Regions from separate parts of the Rattus norvegicus genome. Here region 2 is linked to region 1. The links are chromatin contacts, called in public Hi-C maps. All regions are on one chromosome and are shown on one strand. Each heading gives the region's core, a stretch centred on a gene start, on an enhancer-like site or on the middle of the called end of the contact. The rest is flanking DNA. Distances are from core to core; before and after follow the strand shown. Region 1 has its middle 460 kb from the start of Mef2c. Region 2 holds the start of Mef2c (myocyte enhancer factor 2C).

Evidence for each region. A called contact is a pair of places that touch in the nucleus more often than the background predicts.
Region 2: a Hi-C map of frontal cortex shows a contact between it and region 1, with 1.8 times the contacts expected there. The contact joins the promoter of Mef2c here to the enhancer-like site in region 1.

The regions. Positions count from the first base shown.
Region 1 is chr2:15,266,759-15,272,538 of GRCr8, reverse strand. No RefSeq gene overlaps it. Among named protein-coding and RNA genes, the nearest start is that of Mef2c, 460 kb to the left of the region's middle. Within about 2 kb of position 3,443, at least 9 of the 93 cell types and tissues checked have an H3K27ac peak or open chromatin away from gene starts, as enhancers often do.
Region 2 is chr2:15,727,605-15,732,832 of GRCr8, reverse strand. It overlaps Mef2c (myocyte enhancer factor 2C), which reads right to left and starts at 3,818. Exons shown (of 11, transcript NM_001399397.1): 1 at 3,557-3,818.

The sequences.
Region 1 (5,780 bases), core at 2,194-4,693:
TCTGAGCAAGAGGGTTTGTTTGCCAAGGAGCCAGACATCCACCTACCCATTCCTTTTGCTGCAGTCAAGGCCACTACAGCTACATTTAAGCTTATTATAGAGGAATTTGCAAAACTTTCCCTTTGTCTTTAAGCAATCTCGTTTTAACCATTCCAGAAGAGACAGGGACCTACACAGGCAGAGATTTTGCCTAAGAGGGAGACACAGCAATCTTGTGTAAGAATTGTTGTACAATAGTGGGCTCTGATGGTTTTTAAGCTGCTGATGGAGATGGCTTGAGTTACTTAGAATGCTATCGCTTCCTTCTGAAAGCATGTTTAAATGCTGACTAGGTCTCAGGCCCTGTGCTAAATGATACTATTATATACGTGTGTGTGTGTGTGTGTGTGTGTGTGTGTGTGTGTGTGTGTGTTTGTAATACATTATATAACTAATATTGAACAAATTCAGGTATGCTCTATAGGTTCAATGGATTTATCTGCTAATGCAGAAATGATGATCAGGTTGAAGAGATCTTTAAAGGTAATTTATAGTCAGGGTTCTCTGGCAGCAAGACACGTTTAAGTTGGAAACATGTATCTTTGTCATCTTCAAACTTCCACTATTTCTACTCCTTCATTTAAATTATTACTTCCCATGCAGTTAATTTATCTACTATGTTTTGGCTATATCTCTCTAATACTAAGGAATGTAAAATGTAAAACTTGTTTTAACGCTTCATTCCACTCTTTATTAGTAGTAATAATAAGAGCAGAATGTGTTACTGGGAACGTATTTGCCAGGGGGTCAGTTGTATTTGCGGTTGGAATTGAGGGCTTCTATTCTATGACTCGCTCCTAGTCCAGGCACTACATTCAGTCCACAGTTACCTGTGCAGTAGGTATTATCCAATACAATACCTACATGAGAATGTGTCTTTTGGAAAGATGCACTCAAGAAATTCTGGGAAAATAAAAATTATGGTTTATTAGCAGTAATATTTGCTATTATACTGATGTTAAGGATTCCATTTTGGTCATTTTCTATGTCCCAGACCCATTCTGTAAAGTGAAGACTTAGAGGTAAGATTGATCCCACACTGGGAAAGATGAACCGAAGTCCGGTTTTGACAGTCTCCATAACTGTACCTAGAATCTATTTACAACCTGTTTCCCCTTCTAGGAATGTGAGCATTTATAGCATTTGCTTCCTGGTGTTATTGGGAAGTTGGGTGGGCTCATACGAAACCTTTCATGTCTAGCATACAGTATGTGCTCGGTATTGAGGGGACAGATGCATGAGGAGAATTGTTATTGGAGGGCAGTTCTCAGTTTTCCGGGCAGGTTTTAAGTCAGTCAGAGGCAAGATCACACCACCCTTGTGAAATCTAAAGCAAAAGAAAAAAAGAAAGATAGAAAGAAAGAAAGAAAGAAAAAGTTGTCTCTTTGAGAATCTTCTTTAGCCATCTTGGATGGGTGTGTTTGGCCCTAAGTCTGGCAGGGACTGAGCTGAGCAGAGCTTTTCACAGCAAATCTGTGATGAGGATCTTCTGTCTTCTAAGCTGTGGGCGGCTCCTTCTTTGGGAAACAAGTTATAATCAGAACTTGGAACAAGCTACTCTCCAAACAATGCTCTCATTGCTTCTCCTGCCATTTAATTAATGCCAGTCTAATTTTATAGCAAGTATAGAAATATGATTTATGCATATTTGCACCTACATGTGCCACAAGGCTTGCCTTGAGGTATATAGTCACGCAAATTATATTCTTCTGATAAAAACCATTGTCCTGAATACCTAAACTTATGGTGTTAGCCCCATTTCAGGCACACAGAAAACACATGATTAAGACAACACTTACCCTAATCTGTACATTACCATTGAGGACCATCAAGGCTTGAACCACCTGTCTAGTCAAGATTGTATTTTCCTGGATGACTTAGGTAGATTTTAGCAGATAAGCTTCAAGGACCTTTTTCTAGTGCGATCTCTCCAATGCTTATCATTTTAATTAAAGAAACTCTGTGACCTATAGGCTGCCACTTGAAAATTATGCCAACATATGCTGAACATTCTGATTTTGTTTTTATGTTTGTAGAGTGAAATCAGAGCGTGATTTAAATGTCCTCACGTCCTGAGGGGGTTGCTTTACAGGACATTCAGATGTAGCGGGAAGGATCTGCCATTCTCCAACATCATTTACGGTATATCTGTGAGCATGTATGTCAACGAGCGGATTTTATTAGTAGAAACTTTGAAAAAAAGCTGTGTGTTTTATTCTTTTACCAAAGATAGGCATAAAAACAAACAAACAAGGAAATTAGCATTGTCAAGGCACACAGAGTGCAATCATAAACAGAAGGTTAGAAACCGGTTTTGGCTTCAGTCCTTTATCTGATTTAATAAACTATAACAGTACATTATTTTCCAAAACACTTTTTGATCCCTTTGCAGCAGTGTTACTACAAGAGTCCAGCCTACAGAAAATTCCTATTTTTCTACTTCGGGTCACATTTCCATAGGCTTCCCAGGTTAGCCAGAATCATGTTCATAAGGACAGAGATGAAGAAGGGCTCCATCTCTAGGGCCCAACACTTGGATTATTAAGAAGTGATTATAGCACAGGTCTTTCGTTTTGTTTTCTTGAAATATGACAGGGTCTTAGACATTAAAATGCAAAAGAATATCTTTAACACATTTAGCACAAACATTCCTATTGTTTTCTTCCTGCAAAATTCAGATAGATTTCTGTTTTTACCCTTGCTCTACTTCCACTCCAAATTTTAACACTAAGTAGCACCTAAACTTTGATACCAGGCAGGAATATGATGGTAATTGCAGGGCCATGAGTGGATGGGTACACCTTGGCCTAAAATTTCTCTGTAAGAATAAGTACTGAAGGACTGTGATAGACTTGTGTTTTCCCTTTCCTGATGTTACCATGTTACATAAGGTGGAAAGCCTCTTTGATCGTTCTTTATTCTTTTGCCAAAATTTTTACCCAGAAGATATGACTTTAAATGTTTCTCAAGTCTTTTATTTAACTAATCTAAATTCATGGTTGGAATCAGGATATGTACAGTTTTAAAAATAATATCTTATCTTTAATTTTAAACAATCATCTAAATAGTCAAGGTAAGTATCCCTGTGCTTGTCTGTGCTGACATGGAGACACAGTAAGTCAAATGACTTGCCCATAGTTACGTAAGCAGTGCCACGGCCACAGCGGGGATGCAGGTCTCCTGATCGCTGTGCACAAGACACTATTTACTACCCTGTAGAAAAGCAAAGTGTCGAATTAGACAGAGCCCTAAGTAGGCAGTCGGCCGATGTGATGAGGCAGCTATAGGGAGCCAGGATCCTCCTGCTCTGCAGTTCATTATGACATTCCTGGACATCGCCCTCCCTGGACACTCGCTGGAATTAGTCTGAAGTTATAATGGTGATTTCAAGCCTGCTGGAATATAGCATCGGAGACCTGGGGAGGTCCAAGTAGTGGACTGGAATAGCTGCAGCTATTAAATATCTAGGTCATCCTTTATATAGGGTTGTAATTTATACTCCAGCTTCTGATTTCCGTGCTGACAGAAGGAAAAAAAATTCCATCTTGCTAAAATGTAGTCAGATGGAACTTTGTCTTCCCAAAACATTATTAGGTATTATTACAGAACGTGAACACCTTTCATTCCTGACAAACAGGAAATGCATGCTGAACCGCTGGTACGTCAATCAGAGTGATAGCATCAATTTTATGGTTTTTAATTCATCCCCACCTCCTGTGGAGCCCTTTGCTTATCCTAAATTATGAATCTTAAAAGGTACATGATTAAGAAGAAAAAAAAATACCTCTGCTTCTGTGAACTCTTGGGTGAAGAGCTGGGAGGTAGAAATTGAAGAGATTTGAAAGCATTCCCTAGTCACTCAGAGGCAAGTGACTTTCCTGTACCCAGGGTTACCTCTATCTGTCTTCTTCATGATTTTTTGCTGGTAACTAAGTATATATTTGTAATATATTGCCACCTTAGTGTATCTAAAAAATAATTAAACAAAACATAAGTAATGTAACAAGTGCAACATTTCTCAGCTCAGGAAGCATGTGAAATCTGTTTCGACTTATGTTTTCTATGACTATTTCTTGAACTGGGATGCTTTCTTGTTTTTTGATACATTAATTGATAAGAATTTAGGCATTAATTAGAGTGATAGTTCCCATAATCTTTTCTCCACTTCCTTTCATTCTTTAAACTGTTATAACTAAGAATGTTGTCAATTCAGCATGAAGTGAAACTTTGCAAAATTAAATAGTGTATACACACACACACACACACACACACACACACACACACACAACTTCACAACAGGAGATTCAGGAGCCTGGGGTGTCTGAATCTGTCTTCTCCTGTTCCTTTCTTGTTCCTGGTGAGGAGCCATTTTTCTTGTTTTTCTTATGTAGTTCCACCTGGTCTCTATTTGTTGCCATGAACTCTGAGAACACAACCCACTCTTATAAGATCTGGGAGTGGGACCTGATCATCCCTTCTTGGAAGGTGAAGCAGTCGATAGAGGTCCATTTTTCCTCATGGTACTCATTGCAAACTGAAGGCTTCATGGTTGGCAGACAAGTCTCTATTTGCTGACAGCCCATGAGGAGCTATTTTGGAGACCTTTTATAAGAACTCGCACTATATAGTGGCCTTCATGTTCAAATCACACTTGGTCATTTCCACCCGAGCTTTCACAGTTTTGACGCTCAGTGTCCCTGCATGAGTGCATGAAGCTTTCAAGCCACCTGTGAACAATTCACTTGCACAAAATTTCTAACTCTCATTTGCTACCTCTTTATGATTCCAGATTGAACTATGCTTGTTTTCATACAAGAAAGAAAAGAGGGGTCCCAGCATAAAACTCCAGTGTCAAGGAGTGATGATAAATAGGTATGCATTAGGTCTTCCCTTCTAGGGAAGAAATGCACTGAAGAAAAGTTGTCTTTTCCAATAGGGAAGAAACAAAGGATTTCAAACTTGTCACACGAACTTCATGAAAGGGTTGTTCCTCACTCATCTTTGTGTCTGTGATGTTATCAGATCCAAAGTGTATGAATCATCTCTTATCTTCCTTAACGTTTCTGTTAGTTATATCACAGAGCTCTAGCATGTGAAAAAAAACTTAGAGAGTTGAACATCTTGCCTTATCTTCACATAGATAGTGCATGGTAAAAGGCAATTGTGAACCCGTTTTCTGTCTCCAAACCTATCGTTCGTTAATATATTTCTATATATTATTAGAACTACTTATTTGGCCCCCATTATAAATTTCTATGTAGCATACTTGATTACAAACTCCTTAAAGAAATGAACATATTTATAGAATAGGGACTTGCACATTCTACTTGAGTAATTTTGATAATGGTAATAACCTGATTTCCTCCTTCAGTTCTACTTTATGTGTAATTTAAGAACATGAATGTTTGCAATTATTTCAGACTTATTACAGACAATGGGTACACTAGTTTATTATTATGGGTGAAATGTTCATGTTCCCTCAAAATTCAAGTTTTGAAACCCTAACCTCTGGTATGGCTGCATTTGAGATGGGGGACTTTAAGGAAGTGATTACATTAATAAAGTTCTAAAAAGTCTTGATTTGATAGGGTGGTACCTTTGTAAAATGTGATATCACAGAAGGAAAAAGAGGCTTTGCCTAGGCTGCCAACCATGCAAGGGTAAAGAGAAGACAAACTTTTCAACACACTATTTTTGGTTGAAACTAAACATTTATAATCAAGAAAAAAGAAATTAAAGTG
Region 2 (5,228 bases), core at 2,569-5,068, 460 kb before region 1:
ATATATATTATTCACCAGTAACACCTATCATGATATGTTTTCAATGTATTGAATCATTGCAATGTAGCTACTCATCTTGATGAAGAATATATGTGGTAACAGAACAACATGCAGAATATTGTCAATTATGTGTTTTCTTGTTCAAATTTTCAATACTATGGCGATATAGTAATTTTGGCAAATTCTACTCTGCATCGTACACAATACTTGTGAAAAAGCCTAATGCCTTTAAGCTTTATGGTAAACACTTCACACAAACAGACAAGTTGATATCTGTCCATAGAGAGTTGATGAAACTTAAAATTTAAGCCATGAAAAGGCACTACTGAGTGCCTATTAATTGAAAGAACGGAGTTTCCTCCAGTTTGAATGGCTCTCTATAATGATGAAGCAACAGGGTTGTGGCACACTTATCTAGCAATCACTTTGAATCAGAGCGTCTTGCCGTTCCTCAGTAACCAGCTTTTATCTTTAGCCTATCAGAATAACACGTGAACTGTGTAATCTGCCTTTTGTAAGGTGGACAGAGCACTGTTGCTTCAGTTTTGTGACTTGCCTCCGTAATCTGGTTTGATTTCTTAAAGGTGACAAATCCCAGTGAAGAGCCAAGCTTTACTGAACGCAGGAGCAACCATGAGTTCGTGAATTAAGGCACAGGGCTGAGAATGGTATCCCAGTCAGCTCTCCTTCCCCATGTGCTACAGACTGAGCATCGAAGATAAAGCCTTTCCTTTGGTCTAAACCATCACTATATATGGGTAAAAGGAATATGCGTGCTTTATAAGTTTAGATAGTCATTTGGGAGGCATTACTCTAAAAGCTGTTATTTAAAAAAGTTAAAAAAATAATTAGCAATCCTTCTGCAGTCCATGTTGTAAGTTTGTGACCTTTAATTATACACTAAATTTCTCCATGTTGCTTTGAATCATGTCCTGAAAACCTTGGCTCTCTGTTTAATAACTATTTTTTTGTTATATAGTACAGTTATTACTGTAAAGATTTTTTGTCTCTTTCTGAGATTTCATAGACTCAAATAAATTGCACAAAGAGTTGGGAAATAAAACCCACAAAATATACTATAATAATCAGAAGAAAGTTTTAAAAGACAATGCTTACATTTACCAAAGTGTTATTTAGCATAGTTCTCTATTAAAGACATTTAAATACAATAAATAATTGTCACTTAGTCACTGAGTAAGGTGAAGGCCAGAGAAAAACTAAAATTATTTGAAAACTATAGAATATGTTGTTCTCTTAAAGGATTCAATTTTCAGGAATCATTAGATAGTTACTTTTTTATTAGAATCAGTTAATTTTCTAAAATTCTACAAAATTAACCTGCTTATAGAGCAAGAAATAAGGCAAGTTATAGCTACTCTTTGTTATTGAAGTTTCCTGTAGTAATTTGTATCTCTGCCCGGGGAAAGTTAATGCCCATGATTTCATACATGCTTTAAAAATATGACTAGCTTTGAAAAGGTGGAAAGTTACTTAGAATGACAAGGTCATTTGCTAACTTCCACCAATATCAAAAGCATTATATTAAATTAATAGCACACCTTAACATTACCCTTCAATGCATTCTCATGCACAGCAACTAAGATGCCAAGAGCGTACGGGATGAATGAGGTAGAATACTGCTTCTGATGAGGAGTGAGAGCTATACAGCATATCCCCAAACTGTGGGAACCATAGTCATAGGAACAGCATTTTAAAGAGAACGGAGTTCAGCATGACTCGAAGGAAAGAGATAACTGCCAGCGATTGGCCCTTTAACTTGCCTAGGGTACCACATTTTAAACAAAAATTATTATATTGAATATGCTTCAGTGAATACTTTCAGAATAAAGATTGGAATTTGATACAGGATTAAATCCTTCAAATAGTAGAAAAACTCATAGATTGAAGGAATTTTTTTTCCCCATTTGAGATGGGACATAGGGACAACTCATCTTACCGACCACGCACTTGCTTTAGGACTACTTTCAAACTCAGTAATTAATATTATGCTTGTAGTAGATGACAATGTGGTTTACTGCCTGCATTTTTGTAACTGAATCAACAGCTACACAAACATATCATTTGTGCCATCCTCATAAATACTGAATTACTTTTAAGACTGGGCAAACTGACGTTATTTTTAAAATTAAATGAGATTTTTTAGCTATAGATTGAAAATTGCTGATCCACTTAAAGCTAAAGTCGGTATGGCTGCAAGGTTAAGTGCGGCTCACAGGTGGTCACATTTGATGTCCTACCTAGTAAGTCTCTAGGGGAGGGGGATTATTATGCACCACACAAACATTTTTACTCTGCAACACAATTCCATTGCAAGGTGCCAGTGGAAGGGAGCTGGGTCACTCTTCTGGAAAGGCGTGGAAAGGCAACTAGAGTTTTCTTTACAGCACTTAGAGAACACATACAGTCACTACAGATTTCATAAGGCAGTTACCGTTAGAGTTACTATCACATTAACAATAGTAAAATGCACTTTGTGTCAAAGCAATTCTCCTCCGAGGACCAGTTAAAGAATTGGCAAAGAGCCTGATTCTACATACACTGTCAGCATTTACATACCAAGTATTTCATACAGAAGACATCCATTTCAAAAATGTGAGGGAAAAGGTTCATAACTATAGCATCTAGAACAGTTCAAAATGGCTCAGATAGAACATTTTCCTTAAGAATTGGTAGCCTTGTTCTGGAAAGGAAATCACATTAGCGTTGCACTCAAGCACTTGCATAATACGCAATAATACAATAAGAAATGTGTCCCATCTCTATAGACTTTCTTTATGGCCAACTTTGTCACTTAGTTTCGTAACTTTCATCCAAAGTCCAAACAGAAGGCGGGCTAAGTGACTTAGCCTTGTTTGTTTTTAAGTGGCTTAATATTTCCCTTGATCTAAACAACAATGCACATGCTGGAATACAAACATGAACTGTGCAGTGCACGGGCTCCCATGGCCAGGGCAACTGCTTCTGGTCCCCACCAATTAAACTCTCACAAGCATGCACTTTGGTGAAAGAAGAGGATGCACAAAAGGTGGACTCTGGCAGGCAGCCCTGCTGTAGCTTAAAGTCATTCCAAGGACTAGTGGTTCAGAATCTAAACCCAGGGCAAATCAGTCTTTGGGGGCAACTCATAGGAACATCTTTCCATAGTGAACTAACAGCTAAATTTTAAGACAGCTACTTCAAGGTCACAGAACAGTCTGTGAAATAGTAAAATCCACCAAGATCCACATTCTCCACCCTACTGAACACGCTAATGACGTGAACTAACTTCTTGAAACTTTAAACAAACTGATGTGACAGGAACAGTCAGATGTGATTTCAATAGCAGATGGCAAACCGATGCTACCATCTAAAAAGTTACTTTCAGCCACACACAAGGAAATCGTAGAATCTAAAGAAAAGAATGCACAACAAGCCTTAACTTAAGCCTTCCAGAAAGGAGTTGGATAGACCCGGTGTCTGGAAGAGATCCGTGCAGATTTCAGAGACAATACACAGACTATTTCTATTCTTTTGGTGAAATGTCAGAGGTACTTACATGAAGGAAGACCCGACCAGATTAGTCCTTGGAATATTTTCCTTTCTTAAAAGAGAGGAAGAGAAAGAAAAAAAAATAACAATAATCTTTACTTCGTCCAGCCTTGAAGTACTTCTCCACCTGATTCAAAGCTGCAGGCACGGCGACCCACACAGAACCTTCAAAGTCAATCCAATAGCAGCCCGAAGATGTCTGGGTGTACGCGTGTGCTCAAGTGTCTGTGACTGCGAGGCGAGTGAGCTGAGAGCTGGAGACGAAGTGTGCGTGTGTGCGCACTCGAGGGGGGGGGAAGGGGAGGGCGCGCGCGGGATTGCGCATTCGCGCGCGCACCGAAGCCGCTGGAAGAGGAGGAGAAAGAGGAGGAGGAGGAAGGTGGAGGAAGAGAAGGAGGAGGTGGAAGAGGAGGAGAAAGTGGCTCTCTGTGGCCGGTGGGATTAAAAGTAGCCAGACTTGTCCAGAAAACTGCGTCCAGGAAGGAAGTGACAGGAGACGAATGGGAAAAGGAGAGCAGCTCCCAGCCTTAGATACGTCCTGTGAAAGAGCGGGGGGGGGGGGTGGGGGGGGTGGGGGGGAATGTAAGGATACTGGGAGGGGACGCGGGGGCGGCAAGCAAGACTGAGCACACGGGGGTTCTAAGCAGCACGTACGCGCCAGTGCTCCCCCCGTCCCCCAATTCATTTTATTCTTGCCTTTTCCTGGCGCTGCCTTTTCCTTTCCGTTTTTCTATCCCTACCAGCCCAAACCGTTGACTCTCCTCTCGAGCTGGGGAAATCATCAGTTTCACTCTTGCAAAAGGGGGGCGGGACTAGAACCTCGCAGCATTTTAATAAAACAAACATACTGCAGCTCCCTCCTCACCCCTCCAGTCTCAACTAGATTGATAAATTACTCCACTACACTACTTTAATTATGTATATGGTATGCAGAATAAATCACTGAACATCAGTACCTCAATCAAGCACTTTTAAATGATAATTGCATCTTGGTGAATCAATCTTTCCATTCCTGACATTTTGCTAATTTTAGTTTTACGGTGGGGTAATGGCACATGCCATACGCAAACCTAATGACAATTCTTTATTGCATGAAAGGGAAGACAACACGGGGAGCGGCGGCTCCCTGCCTCTCTCCCTGTTGCTAAAGAGGACGCTCGGAGGGGACGCTGGGCTGCTGCGCGCTCGCTCCCCCGGGAGGCTGCAAGGCAGCTAACAGGAAAGTCCTTCTGAAGTCGAGATCTTCCCTCTGACCAATAGGAGCGCGACCCTAAGAGCTGCTCTAGTGACTCCCCCCACCCCCTCCTTTGGATTCGCAGTAGCCACCTCATCCTTGCTCCGGTCCGCGCGCGCCTCCGTTACTCACGCGTAAAAGCCACGATCCAGGATGTCTGCAAGCCTCGATCCCAGCGTGCGCTTCCTGCCCGCCCAGAATGTACAAAGCTTTTGGCCTTGAGAGCCAGGAGGGCTAGGTTAGAACGTGAGCCGAAAGGAACCTCCAATGTTAGTAATAAAATAATTACAAGTTTTTGAAATCTCGACTTTATCCCGGGGCCATTAACTTTCGAGTCAATCTGGACAAATTTACCAAGGGGACAGCTTTCTCGAGAATACCCCCTCCTTCCCTCCAGGGTCTCCTCCACACCTTACTGGACTTTATCCAGGTCATTAGCAAGTAA